Linked DNA regions of Zea mays: region 2 is linked to region 1. A link is a contact called in public Hi-C data. All regions are on one chromosome and are shown on one strand. The core of a region is the stretch at or near the end of the contact, and the rest is flanking DNA. Distances in the headings are between cores, read along the strand shown.

Evidence for each region. Hi-C and Micro-C count contacts between places; a contact is called where the count stands out from the background.
Region 2: a Hi-C map of ear shows a contact between it and region 1, with 2.1 times the contacts expected there. The contact joins the promoter of LOC103626626 here to the promoter of LOC103626617 in region 1. A contact is called at or near these places in 2 of 25 Hi-C or Micro-C datasets (ear and leaf).

What each region holds. Positions count from the first base shown.
Region 1 is chr5:81,910,469-81,914,735 of Zm-B73-REFERENCE-NAM-5.0, forward strand. It overlaps LOC103626617 (protein CHLOROPLAST IMPORT APPARATUS 2), which reads left to right and starts at 2,027. Exons shown (of 3, transcript XM_008647021.3): 1 at 2,027-3,826. The coding sequence starts at 2,600.
Region 2 is chr5:82,646,320-82,650,994 of Zm-B73-REFERENCE-NAM-5.0, forward strand. It overlaps LOC103626626 (putative adagio-like protein 2), which reads left to right and starts at 1,540. Exons shown (of 2, transcript XM_008647029.4): 1 at 1,540-2,093. The coding sequence starts at 1,864.

The DNA.
Region 1 (4,267 bases), core at 777-3,276:
CTTTTTTTTGCAAAGTTAGTACTTTTGGTCACAGATTTGTCACCAATTTTCATGTGCCAACCAACAACTTTTATGAAATACAAGTGTGTAGCAATCTCCTCCTCGATGGGCTAGTGACTTTTAAAAAAAAAGAGAGAGAGAGAGAGGGACATACATTATTTTACAACAAATATGACGTGCATTTGCTTGATAAATAGAAATACGATTCAGATACCCCTCCGCCATCATGTATTTTAGATACCCTTGTATATAAGAATCTAAATCTACAAATGCATGCCAGAGATACTACCAGAATCTGGAATCTCATTTCTCGACCCACATTTAGCTATATATATTGACCGCACTTGGTTGGTTGGACCCTATACCCCATTATTCTGGAATATATTTGTCCTCTTACCGAAATAGAAAAAAGGTGTAAATAAAAGAACTCATGTGTGTGTACTTCGTCATTCAGGCTGCTGGCAGCTTGCCGTGCTGAATCGACCAAAAAGTTCACAGGAAATGCCAACATGGCAAGTTCAAACAAATATAATGCCACTGTATAGTACTAGTATTTTTATTCCAGTCCACTATAGAAAGGAAAAAGATCATAACAAAAATAATATATGTTTGTTACTATTGGATGCCCAATTACATTAGTTGTATGTGTGTATATATATATATTTAACACCTGCTCATCGCAGACATGGATCAGGACAAGGGTGTGGTACTTGACAATTCACCAACAAGGAAAAAACATATGCATGGGGGGAAACACTAAGCTTCAAAGGTTTGCTTTTCATACAGCACAAGAGAGGCATAGCGACAAGCTGTGTTAGTCCAAAAGAGATTGCCATTAAGTAATGCTTATCCCCATGTTTCATTGGGCACTGCCGTCTCTAGAAAAAAAATATCATTAATCCATAGCGTGCATGCTTACAAGGAGACAACCAAGAAACAAAATTCCAATTAAGTTCTTTAAAAATACCAATGCCGTGAGATCAAAGCATTTGGAAGAGAGTGAAATTTGACCCGTCGGCGAGTCCTAACGAATTGTTGTGGAGAAACGGTACGCTATACATTCATGTATCTACCGCGTTCAGTCAAGATAACATACGAATAGAGGATCATGAATCGTTACCACCGATGTTTAGCGCGGCAGAAGAAGATAGCACAACGATATAGTGGAAGCAGTCGGCACTTCCTCGTGTACCAGCAGCAGCGACACATTTACCCATGCTCTCATGTTCATTGTTGATCAACACTGCAACAATATTAGTAGCATATCTATGGTATCCATCCGTAAACGCTACCCGCTGGTGTGTTAGCATCGCGTAGAAAAAGAGTAGAAAAAGAGGCGATGACAGCTAGGAGTCTCTCTCTTGTAGCATGTCGGTCTCCTTCGTATATAAACCCTTGCTAATGGACTATTTAGTCCATTGACATTCTCATGATCATTATTGCTTCTTACACCTATATAGTCAACAATCGTCAAAGTATTTCTTACAATTTTCACCAGCTGCGACCATCTCTTAGTGTGTATAATTCATTTTTTCCCTCCTTTTCTCCACACATTGGCATCTATCTTTGCTTAAACAAATGTGTGAATCACACATACGGTTCTTGCTACTACCAGGTGCCTTACTTTGTGAGACAGACTTGCAGTAGTTGGCTGGCATACACATACAAATAAAAACATCTTCAGTCATCCAGTGAGCTTCCTCAAAACAAAACAAAAATGGGGAGGATGGTGAATGTTGGGAGGTAGGGCAAATTGGTCTCATTTGTCCGTCTGCAAATCTCAGATGACCAAGCAAAGCAATCCCAACGACACATGTGCAAGGATGAATAAAGAGCACATATATGACTCGGAGAAGAAGGGCTGCCCAAAACGCTAGCTGTGGGGGGCCTGGAATGGCATGGGTCCCTCAGGGCAGCAGGAGACAGAAGAGAAAGGGACATGGTGAGTGAGAGGGTGGCTTGTCTCATCCTGTGGCTGTGGCCATCCTCCATGCCCAGGCCCTCTAAAACCCCACCCTGTACCGCCTTCGCTTGAACCCTTTCTTCCTCCTCATCCCCCAAGCCCCAACCAGCTCCAATTCCCCCCCCCCCCCCCCCCCCCCATACAATATCTTTTCTCTCTCATCCTCCAAAGGACCAAGAAGTACCATTTCTGCTCTCTCCATTCGTCTCCAATCCCAACACAGCTTCTCAATTCAGTTCAGGGAATTCTCCCTTTTCTTTTGTTTTGCTCTAGTGCTCTTGGCTGTTTACTCCGCTTCTTATCCTCTTCTCTCCACAGAAGAGGAGTGCATGTGCAGCAGCTGTAAAGACAGTATTTTTTTTTCACCTCATCTTCTCCCAAGGTGTTGTTGGTGCCCCAGGTGGAGGCAACTGCCAAAGTGTTTGGGTTTCTTGAATGTTAGGCTTTTTTGGGGAGGAGGAAAGGGCTTGATCGATTAGGTTGTTCAGCCATTCTTGCCCCAGTGTTCTTGGATTCATGGTCGTGGAATTAATCCAAGGGTAGCTGGAGGCTGGAGCTGCTCCATTTCCCTTCCGAGAAAACGAAGGCGAAGGCGATCGTTTGAACGGTTACAGCTGTTGCCGTTGAGCCGGTGCAATGTCGTCTTCCTGCATGCCGACGGGCCTGCGGCTGGACCTGGACATGGTGAAGGCGGCGGCGTCGCCGGGCGCGCACTCGTCGCCGCTGCGCCCGGTGCACTCGTCGCCGTCGTCGACGCTGTCGGAGGCGTCCAACGCGTCGTCGTCGGCGACGTCCGTGTCGCTGAAGCGGGCGCGCGCGCCGCGGAAGCGGCCGAACCAGGCGTACAACGAGGCCGCCGCGCTGCTGGCGTCCATCCACCCCTCCGTCTTCCCCGTCAAGAAGAGCCCCAAGACGGCGCCGCCGCGCCCGCCGTCGTCGCGGCAGCTCTCCGGGCTCGCGGCGGCGCTCGACGCCTCCTCCTCCGACCTCCTCCCGCCGCTCCCCGTCCTCGCCGACTCCGCATTCCTGCTCCGAGACATACCCGCGCCGTCGCCGCTGCCGCAGCCGCAGAGCCCGTCCGCCGCCAAGAACTGCTCGTCGCCGGCCCCCGTGAGCAGCGCGTTCCGGGACTTCCGCGACCCGGCGCCGTCGCCGGCGAGCCCCGACACCGTCGACGTCAACGAGCTCGGCGAGATCGACTTCGACGACGACGGCTTCGACGCCGAGTCCATCCTCGACGTCGAGGAGGCCGCGGCCGCGGCCGAGGGCCTCGACGGCATCATGGGCAGCCTCACCGTCGAGAGCAACAGCACCGCCGCCACCACGTCCGATGACTCCATCCTGTCCAGCTCCGGCATCCACCCCTACCTCAGGAGCCTCATGGTGGTCGGCCTCGCCGGCAGGTTCGAGCTCGGCCTCGGGTCCCGGCACGGCGCTCGGCCCAACCTCAACCGCGCACTGAAGCGGCGGGACGACGATGGCGCCTGGTGGATGTGGCCGGCAGTGCCGGTAAAGGACCTAACGGTTGCACCACCGACACCGCCGGCGTCAAACGCCGCAGTGTCACAGCCACAGCCCGCCGCCGCTCCGGAGAAGAACAAAAGCAAGAAGAAGAAGGTGGTGAAGGTGGAGAAGGTCATGATGGGGGCGAAGGGAAAAGAGGAGCTGCTTCCCAGCGCGAAATGCAAGGAGGAGGAAGCTGATGGCGACGGCGACGCTGAAAGCGCGCCGGTGAAGGCGCCAAAGACCGGGCTGGGGCTGAAGCTGGACGCCGACGAGGTGCTCAAGGCGTGGTCCGACAGAGGGTCCATGTTTGCCGAGGGAAGCGCGCCGGAGTCGCCGACATCGGTCGCCGAAGCGCGGGTAAGTGTAACAATTGGGTACCGTCTGCATGCATCTCCAGTGTTCTTTCGTTTAAAAATTTGGATTTCTAAACAAATTTTAGATGTATAGTAAAAACCACGCATAGAAAATTTGAAGCAATCTATAATTTGCGGTGACAAGGCTCGCAGTGGTAAAAAAATCTGGAATTGTGAATTGCTTCCTTCGAACAAGTAAACCAGAGGGACTGTTTATCTAAATGGATGGTCCCTCGCATAAAGTACTGTGCAGTACTGCACTGCTACGTATCAGCGAGTACACGTCTTTTTCAGAACATCAGCGGTACTGCAGTAACCCGTAGAAAAAAAAGTTATCGAGATAAAATATTGAGTTTTTTATTTACCGGGGAAGAAAATATAGAAAATAGTGAACCTTAGACGCTTAGAGTATGTCGGATAGTCTTTATAAATTTCACTTTCTAAA
Region 2 (4,675 bases), core at 290-2,789, 740 kb after region 1:
GACCGGAGCTGTGGCTCGCGGACTACCGGCTGGCCTGCCAACTGGGTGGAACGGACGATGACAACCTCATCATCCGCAACCTCCCCCTATTCCTCTCCGACACCGCTCGCTCCTGGTTGGAGCACCTGCCTCCGGGGCAGATCTCCAACTGGGACAACCTGGTCCAAGCCTTCGCCGGCAATTTCCAGGGCACGTACGTGCGCCCTGGGAATTCCTGGGACCTCCGAAGCTGCCGACAGCAGCCGGGAGAGTCTCTCCAGGACTACATCCGACGATTCTCGAAGCAGCGCACCGAGCTGCCCAACATCACCGACTCGGATGTCATCGGCGCGTTCCTCGCCGGCACCACCTGCCGCGACCTGGTGAGCAAGCTGGGTCGCAAAACCCCCACCAGGGCGAGCGAGCTGATGGACATCGCCACCAAGTTCGCCTCTGGCCAGGAGGCGGTCGAGGCTATCTTCTAGAAGGACAAGCAGCCCCAGGGCCGCCCACCGGAAGATGCCCCTGAGGCGTCAACTCAGCGCGGCGCCACCTGGATCCTCTCCTTACGCCTATAAAAGGGAGGACCAGGGCCCTCTTAGAGAGGGTTGGCCGCGCGGGGACGAGGACGAGACAGGCGCTCGCTTGAAGCCGCTCGCTCCCTCTCCTGCGTGGACGCTTGTAATCCCCTACTGCAAGCGCACCCGACCTGGGCGCGGGACGAACACGAAGGCCGCGGGATTTCCACCTCTCTCACGCCTGTCTCCGGCCACCTTTCTCCCCCCTTCGCGCTCGGCCTCGCGCCGACCCATCTGGGCTGGGGCACGCGGCGACATTCACTCGTTGGCCCAGGGACCCCCGGTCTCGAAACGCCGACAAGTCTGTATCAGCATTTATTTATTAAAATTTACTTATCTAAGCAACTGAAATGACAATGGCTACAACATCAATATTTGCCATGGTTCAAGAAAACGAACAGCCGAGTACTCAGATTATTAAAAAAGAAAAATGATAATGAAGTATAATATTTGGTTGAAATGCAATCAAAATAGTTTTTAACTTTTAAGTCATTATGAGATGCAGCAGGTTAGGAGACAACTAAGGCCTTGTTCGTTTTTGTCGGATTGGTGGGTCGGAATGATTTCTAGCCGGATTGCTTCTCTAATTTATATAAACTTTGATTAGCTAAAACGATTCTGGGTACAATCCGATGTAAATGAACAACGCCTAACACATACAAACAACTGATTTCTTTAATATAATAAAACAGGCATGTGCATAATGAATGTGCCTCATGCTGTCATTTCAGCTTGAATACGAGGGTACTAAAGGACACTGAATCCACGCCCCACTCGATTCACACGTGCTTAAGTGCTACTACCAGCGTTGCCCATGCTGCGACCTTCCGGGTTCGTGGCTTAATGGGCGGAAGACCTGCTGCGAGGCGATCGAACGGTCCATACCGTGTTCACGTCAGATCCAACAATTAGCGGGCTAACGGGTTACGTGGGCTATCAGGTCCCCGCCTTTTAAAGCTCACGATAGAGATACGCACATCATGAGGACGATCTCAGCCGTCCACCCGCCCTGGACCCTGAGATCCGACGGCGCCGATCGGCCACCCGGCTCTCTCATCTCCCCAAAGTCCCAAACGCCTCGCCTCGCCGTCGTCGTCCACTCGTTCGTCGCTGCTCCCTCCTCCACCACCTTCCAGTCCTGTCCAGTGCCGCCGCCTTGCCCTGCCCTCCCCTCCCTTCCCCCGATTACCCTCGCGGTTGACCTCGCCAATCCGGTCCCGCCTCCGTATAAATCCGCCCTTCTCGCCCCCGCTCCGACCACAAACCCTAGCGGCGCGCCCCGGCATGGGCTAGGGTTCCCGCGGCGATGGAGTGGGACAGCGATTCTGACGGCGGCGATGACGAGGAGGAAGAAGAGGTCCGCCCCGGGGGTGGGGACGCGGGCCCGGGGTTCTCGCTGGCCATCGAGGGCGTGCTGGGCGCGTGCGGCATGGTGGTCTCCGACGCGCTCGAGCCCGACTTCCCCATCATCTACGTCAACCGCGGGTTCGAGAGCTCCACTGGATACAGCGCCGAGGAGGTGCTTGGGAGGAACTGGTGAGCCGACTGACCTGCCGGCTCCTGTTTCGATTCGATAACCACGGGGTGGGGGATTTGTTCGTTGCTAGAGGAGGCGCTTGGGGCGCGTGATTCACCACGGGAGGTTTTTATAGCGTGTTTGGTTCATGGAATGACACCGGGGGGAGTCATCCGAACCTCGGTGGGTTGTTTGTTTTGGCAAGGGGAACCAACGCATCCGCCATGAGATCGCACCCTCCGCCAGTATATTCACGGCATCTACTCGTTCCTCTTGAAATAGTCGGTCGAACACATGCTGGACGCACTGATGCCAGACGGGGTCATTCCCCAAACCAAACAGCCTATGTGCTTGTTGCTGTTTCGTGGTGACTTCAGCAGTATTCCGTAGCTCATAGCTAATATTTGGGTCTGGAATGGCTGTCTCGAATCAAATCGTGGTGCTATTTAGCTGCTTTGCTAGGTTAAATTGCTAAAATGCAGTTTTATTTCTTTTCTGGTGTTATTAGTTTAAGCTTTCTGAACCATGATTAATCAAGGTTTCCATTTGCATGAATTACTGCAGCAACCATAGTCAAGATGGTGTTTGGTGTATATGACATGTTGCTTCTAGATTCTCCTTAGAGAGTGTGGTTTCCAAAAAATGGTTGGCCCAAATCGATTTTATAACTCCTAATCCATCAAATTGTTTGCTAGGGAGTGGGAATCTAAGATGAAAACAATTTATTTACCTCTTGAAATTTTATCCTAGCATAAGTAGCAAGGGAGAATATTTTAAGGATGTTTACACTTCTTCACAGTTTGACATACACAAAGATTTAACCTTATGGAAAACAGCTATTCTCATGACCAAACCTTGATTTGTAGCTTCTGTTGGGTTTCAACTCTAGCCTACCCCAACTTGCTTGGGGCTAAAAGGCTTTTTTGTTTTGTTGTTATTGTACACTTCTTCACACCATTTGGAAGGAAAATGATCTATTTGCAGCCTAGAACGATGTTTCACATGAGTCAAGTATCCCTTGAGAATTGATGGAGCTGGTTTATTTTTCTTGAACAGTGTGGATTCAATCGTTTACTGAAGCTAGTTTCTAAAATATTTGTATAGTTCAGTCTGGCGGTGACAAATCACATACGTTGATGATATGTTCCTTTCCATACATGTTTCATCTTCTGGCTCCAATTTGCACACTTCCTCTTAATCTGCAGATTGCTATTGTAAAAATTTTATTGGTCTTTTAGAACCACTCAGTTTGCAGAGTGATATGTAAAGGGCAGGCTTGATGCAGTTGTAAGAGGTGTCTCACTGAGTGAGGCTCGCCTTGGTTTATCTTCCCTAGAGCCACTCATGTCAGAGCCTCCGGCACTGGCTCTGCCCTTTTTTAGAACCACTCAGCATGCTGGCCAGCCTACTTATGCTTTCGTTCTCGATTCCCATAAAGGGGTTAACACAGGGTTGCTCAGTTGGTGTTATAGAATCTACTCTAGAAGACTTGTATGTTGGTCCAACTCACCCTCAGCCTCAACTACCTAGGTGGGACTAAACCCCACAATCTCACAAACACACACATGTGCCACAATGGAACAAATTTAAATAAATTTGGCCAGATGTCTCAAGAAAGATTTAGTAATACCTGGCCGGCACGATGGTCAAGGTTGTTGACGGCATCAGCAAAAGCAGAATCCTACTCTTTTACCTTAGAAAAGAAGTTATGTGCTGACCACAATATATTACCAGTGGTAGACTGGTACTGGTAACTAAGTTCTTTTACCGTCTGTTTGGCTAGCTGCACCTGCACCCGTGGATCTTCAAAGCATGTCGTGTTTGGTTGAGTGACTTGTGCATCCAAGCCGAGCGCATGGAAATTCAGAGGTCGGGCCAGGCTCGCTACATACGCCCGCGACCTGCGTTTGAGCGGATGCAGGCTGACGGCATGCACCTCTCTGCCATGAGACGGATTCCAAAAATATTCTCTTTAGCTTTTTTTACCATATCTCTTAGTTCAAATATCCAATCACTAAACTAATTTTAGATATATGTTCTTAACATTTTTATAAACAAAACTAGACCACATTTGTTATATAAATATTGAAGATTTATTTATTTATTTTATTTGATCTTTGTTCTGATGCAAACAACCAAACACTAGCTATATCCAACCTGAATATACTAATGCTAACAACCAAACAAAAGTCTACGCATGTACCTAGCCAGGACATAAGGAGCTTGACTCTTTACATACTGGCCAAGCCGGACCAGTCTGCTACGATACCACAACCAATCACATAGTTAGAGACCAAATAGAAATGCCTTAAGGGGTTTTAATTGATATATGAAGGGGGGTTGATTGCTTGAACAGTTGTATAGGAAAGCATAAAAAGCTTAGTTGCCATGGAAATTATAGTTAGGAATTAGTGGTAGAAACTAGAAATAACTGATCAGTCATGTGGTTCATACATTTAAGGCGCACTAAATGTAATCTATAGTATCAGCAGTAGTTAAATAATGAAGGCACCATGAACTTCTGAACATACCTTGCTTACTTTTACTCAGCTGCTAATAGAAGAGGGTAAGTTCCATGTTTGCTAGTTCTGTTGACGTTACA